Regions from separate parts of the Zea mays genome. Here region 2 is linked to region 1. A link is a contact called in public Hi-C data. All regions are on one chromosome and are shown on one strand. Each heading gives the region's core, a stretch centred on a gene start, on an enhancer-like site or on the middle of the called end of the contact. The rest is flanking DNA. Distances are from core to core; before and after follow the strand shown. Region 1 overlaps LOC103636094. Region 2 holds the start of LOC103636115.

Region 1 (3,022 bases), core at 416-2,915:
TAACTTATACACTAGAGCAAACTAGTTAGTCCAATTATTTGTGTTGGGCAATTCAACCACCAAAATTATTTAGGAACTAGGTGTAAGCCTAATTCCCTTTCACTATGGTTTATTAGTTAAGTTTATAAAAGGGATTAATTTGGGATATGATCTAGATATATATGTAGGGCAACTAGAAAGGGTTTAAATTATTATTTTTTGGTTTGGTTGAATGTTAATCATTGCCAATTATTTTCTTTTGAGTTGGGCTGAATATTTTGTTAAGTCAAGACGTTCTTCAAAATGCCTGATTTAATTTGAGACTATCCATTCAGTGGGTAGGTTTAGGGATGACAGCGGGTAAGATACCCGCTGACCACACAAAGCTATATCCATACCTACTATACAAATAATACCTTATTATCTGTATCCACTAACCATTATATATAGGTACAAAATTACCCTATACCTATATCCACCAATATTCTAGTAGACATGACCATTTTAATCACAAAAGTAAGTACCAAGAAGCAAATGCGGAAGCAAAGGGAAGAAAAAGAGACAACAGAGGTAGAGCCGCTCAACGCCTCAGCTGCAGACCGCCAGAACCTAGACCGCATTTACAATTTCACATATGGTTATTGGTTTGATATATTTTTATAGAGAACACTTCTAATAATTGGACACACATGTCATATGTTAGTGGGTATGGGGCAAGAGTGACAACGCCTTAGCTGCAGACTGCCAGAACCTAGAGCGCATTCACAATTTCACACATGGACACATGGTTATGGTTTTGATATATTTTATAGAGAACACTTTTAATGATTGGACACACATGTCATATGTTAGTGGGTATGGGACAAGAGAGACCATACTTATACCCAATGGTTATAGTAAATGGCCCAATAAAATATCCGTGGGCATCAAAATCCGCCATACACCTACCCTCATGGGTTTTCCCATCGGATATCGTGTTTTGCCATCTATGTAGGTTGAGATTGTGCTCGAACGTTGGTGGACCGCTAGCATGTTTCTACTTCAAAGATTATTGGAATTAATGTTTAGGTCAAATTCGACCTAGGTTGAGTTTTTCCCTAGATAACGACCTTTGTCTAGGACATTTGTAAGGGCATGTACAACTCTGATACTCTGGTTCGATTTTCTAAGTACAAGAGATAGTTAAGAGGCTGAATGATACAATCCTGAGACACTAGATCATAAATGTTGCAAAGAGACAACATGTATGAAGAGCCGTGAACGTCTCCTGTATTTTTTCAAATAACCACTTAGAGACCTCTCAAGAGATCATATATTAAATAGAGTTATACATGCTCTAATAAAGTTTAAGGATATTAAATGGAGTTGTACATGCTCTAATTAAATTTAAGGTTAATGCCAAGCTCGTTGAGGTCGCACCAGGCCCACAGCCCAGGCGAGGCCAAATTTGCTCAGGTCTAGTTAAATTAATGGTGACTAGGGCCTAAGAGCATCTTTAACAAATACTAAAAATTTAGCTCGCAAAACACAGACATTGGGATCTCCTTAAAAGTATTTAGTCCAATGAAAAAGGGCAGTATTTCAAGAGCTCCATATATTTTTCGGGTTTTTGACCGGTTCACAAATCTGCCACCGGTTTGTCGTTACCCGCCATCCGCTCCCACAACTCCATATATTCAGGCAATACGCGTCGTCAGCTCTTTATCTCGCAAGAATCGCCGCTAGAAAATACCTGCACACGCAAGAATCATTCGCCGCCAGGAAATTTCTTCACAAAGCCACCCTGCCAGATGCCAAACGCACGAGCGTCATCAGGTATTGGTAGATCATCAATCTTTTTTTAATTTGGCATACGCTCTGATGGACAAGACGGGAGCAACTTCTTAAATAAATCCACTCTAAATAAACACGCTGTCCGGTGTGTATTCTTGAACTTTAATCAATTCGCTTCGGATTAAACCCGATTGTTTGGACTGCTGGAAATACAATCTATAAAGACAAAAACAGTGTTGTCAGTAAAAACCGGCACGTATTAAAGTCAAGCGAACAGGGTGTATCAATCCATTTCATTTTGTCATATGTTTACACATTAATAGCTGCAAGGATATTTCATCATGGAGTACAAGTTTGCTGCTAGGCATCACAAATAAGGGAGTTCAAAAAACATGAAGAAACTGGAGTACCGAAGGGAGTGATGGACCTGAGAGTTTTTTATCCTATCCATGCAGTGCATAAATCAGAAATATTCTCATATACAAGCAACGAAAATATCGGCACATATACAATTAATAAAATTTGAGGGTCAGACTTGCATAGATGTTCACCTAAAGCTATTTACAGCCTGAATTTATTTGCAAAAAAACATACTAGTTGCAGAGTTATCCTACCAGTTCGCTTCTATAAAGGGACCCGATGTTTCCCCTACAACTATTTCCATACGGGAAATTACCGAAGCACCTACAGGCCACATCTAGTTCTTCAACAAATCTGATTTGCCATATCTCTACATCGATCCTGAGCCGGTGCTGATCGATTTCCCATCGCTGTTGATTTGGTTCCCTTCGTCGGAGAAGCGCCGCTTCCGGGATTTATCGAGGTCGCATGCAGTGAAGCACGGCCAGCACGCGATGGGAAGCAACACAGATAGCCGCCACGGCTCGCACGCACCACATATAGCCGCCACAGCTCGCGCGTGCGACCAGATGAAGGCGCGAAGGAAGGAGAATGGCGCTGGAAAACGAAATCGTGGGGATTGGGTGCGTCGAGCCGAGCATCAGCGGAGATATGCGCAGGCAGGCGGGCGCTTGATTTGCGCATGCAGCATGATTGGGAGACGATGCGGGGAGCTATTTTGGAGACCTGATAATATGGTTTGGAACTTGGATATTGGGTGTCATTGGAGTTGCTCTAATGCTACAAGTAGGTAGGGTTGAACGATTTTATTTATACTTAGAAATTTCATAGGGACCATACTGAAGATAGAATAACCATCGCGCATTATTTATCCACATTTTCATGATGACGTTGATTGATGGTATACTAG
Region 2 (2,877 bases), core at 28-2,527, 130 kb before region 1:
CTTGTAGAGAAGAGGAGGTTTCTCAACACCAACAACGTGGAGCGGGATGGATTTGAACAAGAATGTTATTCCTTTTTGCCAGAGCAGACAGATGAGAAAACAAAAGGGAAGCAACAATCCTTGGAAAACTTGCCATCATCCCTCTCCTTCCCTCCTGCTACTATGCTACAAAACATCTCATCCCGCCCACCATCCTCATGATGCCTCCTCTACCAAAGAGGAGGAGAGGAGGAACAAAGTTTCCCCCACCCACCCATTTCTCTACACAAACACACCCACCCTTATTTCTCGTGCTTCCTTTTTTTTTAGTTTTGTCATGTTTATCTTACAGCGTCCGCCGGTTCCTCCAGCTGGATTTTTTTTTTGTTTCGTCACTAGACTAGACGGAACGACGGATCCGCACCGCGCGCCCATCATGCGACGACGATGCCGGTGGTGAAGAAGATCTGCCCGCCGCCGCTGCACGGCGAGCCGGCCACCATCTCAGCGGCCGACTTCCTGGGCACGTCGGCGGCCGCCGCGCGGCGCTTCCGCTCCTTCTCCTCCTCCGCCTCCCGGAACTCGTCGCTCACGATGGCGTGGTACCGGCACTCCATGCTGCAGAAGGCGCGCTCCCCGCGGTACATGAAGACGTCCTTCCCGTCCAGCGCCCGGCGGCACATGTCGCAGCACGAGAGGAACTCCGCCACGCGGAACGCCGCTCCACCGCCGCCGCCGGCCCGGCCGGACACCGGGCCGCCGCACAGACTGGTGGCGCACCGCCCGCTGCACGCGAGCTCCGATACCTCCAGCCGCGCCGCGCGCCGCGGGATGGACACCCGCGGCGCGGCGGCGGCGCCGGCGCCGGGCAGCGGGCCCTCGGCCTCCAGCGCCGCCAGGATCCCGAGCCCGACGCCTCCGACGGCGTCGCGGTGGCGCCACCCACGGGGCGACGCGCGGTCCAGCGGGCTCGTCGGCGACGGAAGGCCGTCGTGCTTCCACTGGGGGATCTCTAGTTTGCGCGCCATGCTCCTCGCCTTCTCCACTATGCCTCGCTGTTGGAAACGGAAGAAGAGGGGAGGGGAGGAGGTTCGCGCTGGCCGTGCGCCCGTGCCCGTGCTCCGGTGTCCTTGGCTGGCAAGCTGCTCCTCTATGCGGACCAGAGGAGGAGATCAGGAGAGGTTGGAGGGCGAGGAAGTGGGAGAGAGGGTGAGTGGTTTCCTGTATTTGTAGCCCCTGCAATGGCGGTTTCCAGCCTTCCTGTGGGTTTTCTTTTCCTGCTGATAGACCTTTTCTTTTATTTTCATTACTTTTTTCTGTGTGTATACGTGCTATCCCTTTCCCTTCTTGCGGTCCGGGTTATGACTATGTCCAATAGTCTTTCTATTTTAAAATCACTGTATAAATAATCTCTCTATATCAAAATAATAATCATTTTAACTCTAGATTTTATGTTCATATTCATATGAATAATTATGAACCTAGATATATATATATATATATAAAAACTATACATTAATTATTGTATGAATTAATTATTGTGTGAATCTAGTAATTTGGGACGTAGGGAGTAGTGTTTTACATATTAATTATTGTATGAATTAATTATTGTGCAACGGTCACCGTATTAGGTGGCTAGTTCTTTTTTTCGGGTGGGCACCGGACTGTCCGGTGACCTCTCCTAACTGTTGATGAGCTGACGTGGTTAGCGTTGATCCCGCTGTCGACCGTTGGGTCGCCTAAGAGTTGTTGGTCGTCTGCCACTGGACATGTCTGGTGCACACCGGACTGTCTGATGAAGCCCAGTCTAACCTAAGTTTGGCTCTTTTGAGCTGAACTCCTTCATTTTTTCTCGACTGTTTTTGTGAGGTTCTCTAACACTTAGACAAACATAGTTAGCCACTGGAACAATCGACTAAATGATGGGTTCATACCCCCCTTCACTTCTTTTCTCTAGGATTTATGTTTTACCTCAAACAGAGCTCCAAATGACACTTTCTCTATAAACATGGTTTAGAGAGCAAAACTAAAGTTCCATATGCATAGTAGAAGGTGTATGCAACATTGCTTCTTTTGGCCTGTTTGAGGTCGATGTTGGATTCCAAAACTCCAAGTCTCCAAGACTTGATCTAGATTGCTATCTAGGAGCTCTAACACTCTGCAAAGGTCACACAGAACATATCCAAACACAAGAACACCCCAACTAAAAGTCAGAAAGAACTTAGCTCTTTTGGGTTGCTTCTAAGTTCTGGATTTGACATTACTCCTCCTTCTAGCGACCTTGCTTTACATCTTCAACTTGATCTTGAGTCTTATGACTTACACTGCATAAATATAGATGTTTCCTCATTGGTTGTAAGTCACATACTTAGATAGTGATCCTCGATTTACCATAGCTCTTCTCAACTCAATCAACCTTGACTTTGCAAGTCTTCTTCTTTACCCTTGGCTTTGGGTTCCTCAGCCTCCTTGACCTTCTACCGTGCACTCGGTACCTCGAAGCTCTTCTTGTTTCCATCCTTGGCTTGATCAGCTGTCTCTAAGATATGATCGCGGAGACTCACTTAAGCATTATTCTTCACTCGTGATGTCCACAACCATAATCAACTCAACATTTGGACCATAACTCTTGAACACTTGTGTTGAACTTTACAAGCTCTATACTAAGAACATGTCCAATACGTAACAGACCTGTCAGCCCTTTAATTGGGTTGTCATCCAAATCACCAAAACCCACAAGAGAGCTTTCAAGATCCTTACGAGGACTTAGGTTCTTTGATTGAGTAGAAAGAGAGGGCTCGAGCTTGATCTTTGGAATCATTCGAGGGGTTGAAAGAGACCCATCCTTAGGTACGCATCAACGAAGATGTGGGTTCCATTTGGAAGCCGAACTCCGGT

What was found. Hi-C and Micro-C count contacts between places; a contact is called where the count stands out from the background.
Region 2: a Hi-C map of leaf mesophyll shows a contact between it and region 1, with 2.6 times the contacts expected there. The contact joins the promoter of LOC103636115 here to the enhancer-like site in region 1. A contact is called at or near these places in 3 of 25 Hi-C or Micro-C datasets (bundle sheath, leaf and leaf mesophyll).

What each region holds. Positions count from the first base shown.
Region 1 is chr1:70,290,739-70,293,760 of Zm-B73-REFERENCE-NAM-5.0, reverse strand. All of the region lies in intron 1 of LOC103636094, which reads left to right. Among protein-coding and RNA genes, the nearest start is that of LOC103636094, 15 kb to the left of the region's middle. Within about 2 kb of position 1,665, at least 3 of the 20 cell types and tissues checked have an H3K27ac peak or open chromatin away from gene starts, as enhancers often do. A contact at or near this core is called in leaf mesophyll, where this site is marked.
Region 2 is chr1:70,417,607-70,420,483 of Zm-B73-REFERENCE-NAM-5.0, reverse strand. It overlaps LOC103636115, which reads right to left and starts at 1,277. Exons shown (of 1, transcript XM_008658482.2): 1 at 48-1,277. The coding sequence starts at 1,007. The coding sequence ends at 414.